2 separate regions of the Pan troglodytes genome follow, and region 1 is linked to region 2. The links are chromatin contacts, called in public Hi-C maps. All regions are on one chromosome and are shown on one strand. Each heading gives the region's core, a stretch centred on a gene start, on an enhancer-like site or on the middle of the called end of the contact. The rest is flanking DNA. Distances are from core to core; before and after follow the strand shown. Region 1 holds the start of GRIN2B (glutamate ionotropic receptor NMDA type subunit 2B). Region 2 overlaps GRIN2B (glutamate ionotropic receptor NMDA type subunit 2B).

Region 1 (2,760 bases), core at 108-2,607, 240 kb before region 2:
ACCCATGAAAATCCTTGAGTGAGCTTGGATGTTATTCTGAAGGTAATGGACCAGGTAACGGTAATTTTCCTGGAAAATTCAGGGAAGAGTGTTTCAGGAAATCTCTATTAGGTTCTTGCTTTCTGCATTCTATACTCCTCTTGGAATCGGCGTTCTAACAACTGCAAACCTGCCCATAGGCAGGTGAACTTCAAAACCCTGGAGACAAATTATTAGAGGGGCTTGGATTGGCTGTTGTGTATCAAGAGGGCACAGCAACTCTGGGGTGCTTCGACACTTCCCCAAAGTAGTGAAAGATCAGTTCTAACTCTCAGAAAAATAGAAAACCATTACTGAGAAGGAATAATTTGCATGTGAACACACTCTATTTGTGTTTTCACACAATGCTTATGTGTTCGTGTGTGTTAAATATGTTAGATTCAAAAATTAAGCCTGAGAAAAACCAGGAAACAGAAGAATTACTGTAGCTCAGAAGTATGAGTAGTCTGGTCTACAGGACAGCAAAAACATATCTGATGGCTTCTACAGACTAAAGTTCCAAGCCACTAGGTATATCCACTCACACAGCCTTCTCTCCTGTGCGTTTGTATGGCCGCTTCTCAGGAATGCTGGTGAGAAGCCCATGATATAACCAATATGAAAATGTTCCACCACTGTAGTATTCTAGATATTTGAAAAGACAATGGATGAGAATGAAAATGATGCATATAGAATAATATTAATGTTAAAAGTAAACAATACTACAGGTGGTGATAAGGGCTATTAAAATATAAAAGAGTTCAATAGGAAGAGAAATGAATGGATGTTTGCCTTTTCAAAGAGGGTGGGTTTGTAAATGCCAGGAAATCCAGTTTCCTTTAGGGATTATTCACGGGCCTCACCATCTTCTCTTCTCAAGGCATTTAAATAACAGGATCCACTTTAATAAAAAATGTCAAACTCCTCACGCCTTCACTAGCAGCCAGAAAAGCACGCGTATGGTCTATACTATACAATTTAGCCACGAATGACACCTGCTTTGCTTTGTTTTCTATTGTGTTAGGCGTCAGCCTCGTGTGCTCAGATAGATCTTAAGCTCCTTGAAGGCAAGAAAGAACCCGGTCCCAGACTGCGTCCGACACACAGAATGCTCGTAGGAAGCACAGGCTGATTTATGGAAAATACGGCAAGGGTCTTCAATTTCGAACTACAGCTCCGCCTTGGAGATGCTTTCCGCAGCCCGCGGGCCGCCCACGGGGGGCACTGTCTAGCTCCCCTCGTCCCTCAGCCGCTCTCCGTCGGTGCTGTTCCCCGCTGCGGCCGGGAGGAGGCGCCACGGACTCGGGCTAAGCTTCTTCCCCCTTCCGTCCCCCTTCCATCCCCCTTCCCACCCCACTTCCCCAGCACATGACGTGGGAAGCTGCCTCCGCCAGAGTCTTAGCAAGAGGAGTGAGGGGGTGCAGGGGCTTGGGGGTGGGGTGGGGTGGGGGGTGTGCAGAAAGAGGACACGCGCGCTCACACCCGCCCCTGGGAGCAGAAGCAGTATCTTCCCCAGCTTCGTGGGTTTCTCCTCCCCCCCGGAGTCAGGGTGTGCGAGGTAGGGTGTGTGTGTGTGTCTGTGTGTGTGTGCGCGGCACGTTTTTGAGTGTGAGACCCAAATCCAGACCAGGCAACCTGCGTTCCCCGCGCCTCCCCCCGTCCCCGGTGATTAATACCCATTTTTCTGACGCTCCCCTCCTCCCCTCCTGCTCTCCCTCTCCGGCTGCCGCGCGGTTGACTTGCACAGCCTGCCCCCGCCCGCTTCCCTTCCCCCGGCTCCGATCCTCACCAACTGGAATCTGGGCTCCTGCCTCTCCACCCCCTACCTCTTTTTGAGAAAGGAAGGTTCCCCCCACCCCCTTTCAAAAACCACTTCCTCCGGCTTCTTCACCTCTAGGAAATCTCGGGGCTTCGCTCTATCGAGAGTGCTCGTCAAGGGTGATTCTTGATCACCACCATCCAGTAGTGCTGGCGTCCGAATGCATATCCTTTTGCCCTGCAAAGAAGAGTCATGAACTTCAAAACCCCCGAGACGGATCATTAATCCTGCTTTGCAGGAAAGGAAAACCCTCCATTCCCAGCCACCGGCCACCCCTCTCCGCAGACTGCAACCGCGGAGGCGCTCGGAGCCGGTACGTAAAGATGGGCTTTGGAGTCTCTCCTTTGAATGTAGGGGTTTGGGGGTGTCAGGCAGATAAAGGGTCGAAGCCGTGAAATCGTGAACCAATCTGGCATGAGGTAAAGCTCTGAAATCCAGCAGAACCCGGCACTTGCTAATTTGGACGTGGCTTTTTTAAAGGTTTTTTTTTTTTGTGGGGGAGGGGGTGCTGTGACTGGGTAGGGCTGTCTCTGGTCTTTTGGGGGGTTTCATCCCTTCACCTAGCAGAGGGGCAGGGCAGCGGCGCCCCGGGCCGGACCCACGCGCCGAGCCCATCCGTCCAATCGACACGTTGCAGGTGAAGCCCCGTGCGCTGCACCTCAGCGCGGCGGCAGCGTGAGTGTGCGCGGGGGTGAGTGTGCGCGGGGGTGAGTGTGAGTGCGCGCGGGGCGCGTGCGCGTCGGGGGCGTGTGTGCGCGCGTGTCAGTGTGCCCCTTCCAAGAAATGCCCAGTGTGCACCCCGTGCACAATCAGAACCCATTCAGCCCAAGCCCGGGGTGGGAGGCGGCGCTGCTGCTGGAGGCGATGGGGAGAGCGAGACAGACATGTCAGCAGCAATGCAGATGGGGCTGGGGGCCGCACTC
Region 2 (2,700 bases), core at 39-2,538:
CCACTGCACTCCAGCCTGGGTGAAAGAGCAAGACCCTGTCTCAAAAAAATAAAACAAAAGCAACAACAAAAAACCCCAAACCCCCTGAGATCCAGAAAGATTAAGACTTTTGCTTACTTTGTGTTTCAAACTCAAATTTTTATGAATTCCAGGCGTACTTTGCCCCAGGTTGTTCATCTTTCTATGTCCTTTGCTAAAGAGGTTGAGTGAATTAGGCATGACTCACATGTATATAAACATATCATTAACCTGTGGGACAGGGTGGTTTGGTAATAAAGAGTTTCCTGGCTGGGCGCGGTGGCTCACGCCTGTAATCCCAGCACTTTGGGAGGCCAAGGTGGGTGGATCATGAGGTCAGGAGTTCAAGACCAGCCTGGGCAAGATAGTGAAACCCTGTCTCTACTAAAAATACAAAAAAAATTAGCCGGGCGTGGTGGCGGATGCCTGTAATCCCAGCTACTTGGGAGGCTGAGGCAGAGAATTGCTTGAACCCGGGAGGTGGAGTTGCAGTGAGCCGAGATCACACCACTGCACTCACAGAGTGAGACTCCATCGCAATAAAATAAAATAAAATAAAATAAAATAAAATAAAATAAAATAAAAAAATAGTTTACTTTCTTGGATTCTCTGCTATTTCTTGCCCTAAAGACTAGACCATGATAAATCCAGAATCAGCCTGGGAGTGGCATCCAGGACACACATGGTAAAGACTTCCTACACTGAACCTGCTCATCTCACTCTCTGTCCTGAAGTGTGCCCATCTCTACTTGCTGGTCTTGCTCTGATCTTGCTGATACCTCCCTTTTCCTAATGGGAAGGAGGATTATTTTTTCTTATCCTATTCCCAAATCCTTTAACCCATAGAGGAAAAAACAACAACTTGTAGTCTTTGCATACCTGAAAAATCCTTGGAACTGAAGCGGGTGGAGACTTTCTGGTCTACAACCTGCCAAGGTTCAGGGAGATTACAGATGCATTGAAAATACTGTCAGGGACATGCAATAGAACAAAACAAGACCTTGGCCTCTGCCATGATTTACAAATGTCCTCCAGTACCACTATTCATTTTTGACAGGTCAGATAAGTTTGGATTTGTTTAAGCCTTGTATTCAGCTGGAGATTGGAGAAAAGTTAAAAAAAAAAAAAAAGAAAATGCTATTAGAAATGAAAGAAATGGGACATGTGGGGCCCACTTTTCTGCACTTTGCAAAATTACATTCACTCTTAATTCACTGAGTGACACATCCAGTAGGAATGTGGACCCCGTATTCTGTATGTACTGAACCCTGTGCCGGATGCCGGGAATACAGACAATACATAGCATTCATCTGAGTGTCTTCACAAGGAGTGGAGTGTGCACAGATGCTTTTAGTTTGCTGTTTAGACTTATTTTTCTTGAAATATAAAGTGAATTGCCTAAAAGACTAGCAGAATGAGCTTCAGGAACGAAGAATTTCAGAATGTTAGTGAAAACCATCACGAATTTCCTGGTACCTCTGATCCAAGGCCATGGAGGATCCTTTCTGATAGAGACTAAGAGAGTGGAGTTCAGGAGAAAGGAACCATTCCAATATAGCTGATTCTAGTTTGATTCTCTAATCTCATTGTCTCAGTTTATTGGCCACCTGCAAACTCAAAACTTCGTGAAAGAATATTCTTTGGAAATAGACCAGAGTCCCCTTCCCCCACGTGCATACACCCGCACTTTGTGGGCTCACTCACTAAGTTTAAAAATAGGAACCATGGTGTTGCCATGACTCCCGGTGCTACTCAGCAGCGTTCCTTTTCCCTTTGATGTGATTCCTCTTCATAGCATGATTTAGTGAGAATCTGGCTCAGAGCGGCCTCTAGTGGCTCAATCCTTAGGGATGCGCTTCCTTCCCCGAACATTCAGCCCAGTTCCAAAATTAACCACCTTAGCCAAGTTGAACACTTGTGTGTTTAGAACCATTCTCCATGCAATCAGCTATTTTTTTTCAGAATCTTTCTCATCAGCCACAAGTATTACACCAGGGAGTACCTACTGAGTGCTCAGAACTGTGGGGAACAGCCCAGGTGTTCACCATCTCACTGGCCAGGAGAGACCTGCATTCCCCAAACATTTGGTGAACAGTAGAGAGCAGTGGCAGGGAAGCTATGTGGTAGAGGCAGTAATGATGAATAAAGTAATCCCAGTAAAATAGGTTGGTTAGGATCATCAGAAGTTAGCTTTTTTTTTTCTTTTCTTCTTTTTTTTTTTTTTTTTTTTTGAGACGGAGTCTCACTCTTGTTGCCCAGGCTGGAGTGCAATGGTGCAATCTCAGCTCACCACAACCTCCGCCTCCTAGGTTCAGCGATTCTCCTGCCTCAGCCTCCCAAGTAGCTGGGTAGCATGCACCACCATGCCCGACTAATTTTGTATTTTTAGTAGAGACAGGGTTTTTCCATGTTGGTTAGGCTGGTCTCGAACTCCTGACCTCAGGTGATGTGCCTGTCTTGGCCTCCCAAAGTGCTGGGATTACAGGCCTGAGCCACCACACCCAGCCACATTTTTCTTTTTCAGATACAAGAGTCTTCTAAAGTGTATCAACTGATACTGACTCAACAGCCTCAGGGATGTATTGACGTGCTGACTTCCTCCCGTGCTGTCTTCACCATGTTTTCAGTTTCCTGTGTTTTGAGTTCCTTGTGTCAGTGCTTCTCAGTCATGACTGCATGTTA

The links. Hi-C and Micro-C count contacts between places; a contact is called where the count stands out from the background.
Region 1: a Hi-C map of stem cell-derived neural progenitor cells shows a contact between it and region 2, with 10 times the contacts expected there. The contact joins the promoter of GRIN2B here to the enhancer-like site in region 2. A contact is called at or near these places in 1 of 7 Hi-C or Micro-C datasets (stem cell-derived neural progenitor cells) and 1 of 1 datasets of contacts at active chromatin or transcription factors (stem cell-derived excitatory neurons).

The regions. Positions count from the first base shown.
Region 1 is chr10:21,124,726-21,127,485 of NHGRI_mPanTro3-v2.0_pri, reverse strand. It overlaps GRIN2B (glutamate ionotropic receptor NMDA type subunit 2B), which reads left to right and starts at 1,357. Exons shown (of 15, transcript XM_016922999.4): 1 at 1,357-1,576; 2 at 1,916-2,150.
Region 2 is chr10:20,882,784-20,885,483 of NHGRI_mPanTro3-v2.0_pri, reverse strand. All of the region lies in intron 5 of GRIN2B (glutamate ionotropic receptor NMDA type subunit 2B), which reads left to right. Among named protein-coding and RNA genes, the nearest start is that of GRIN2B, 240 kb to the left of the region's middle. Within about 2 kb of position 1,288, at least 3 of the 24 cell types and tissues checked have an H3K27ac peak or open chromatin away from gene starts, as enhancers often do. A contact at or near this core is called in stem cell-derived neural progenitor cells, where this site is marked.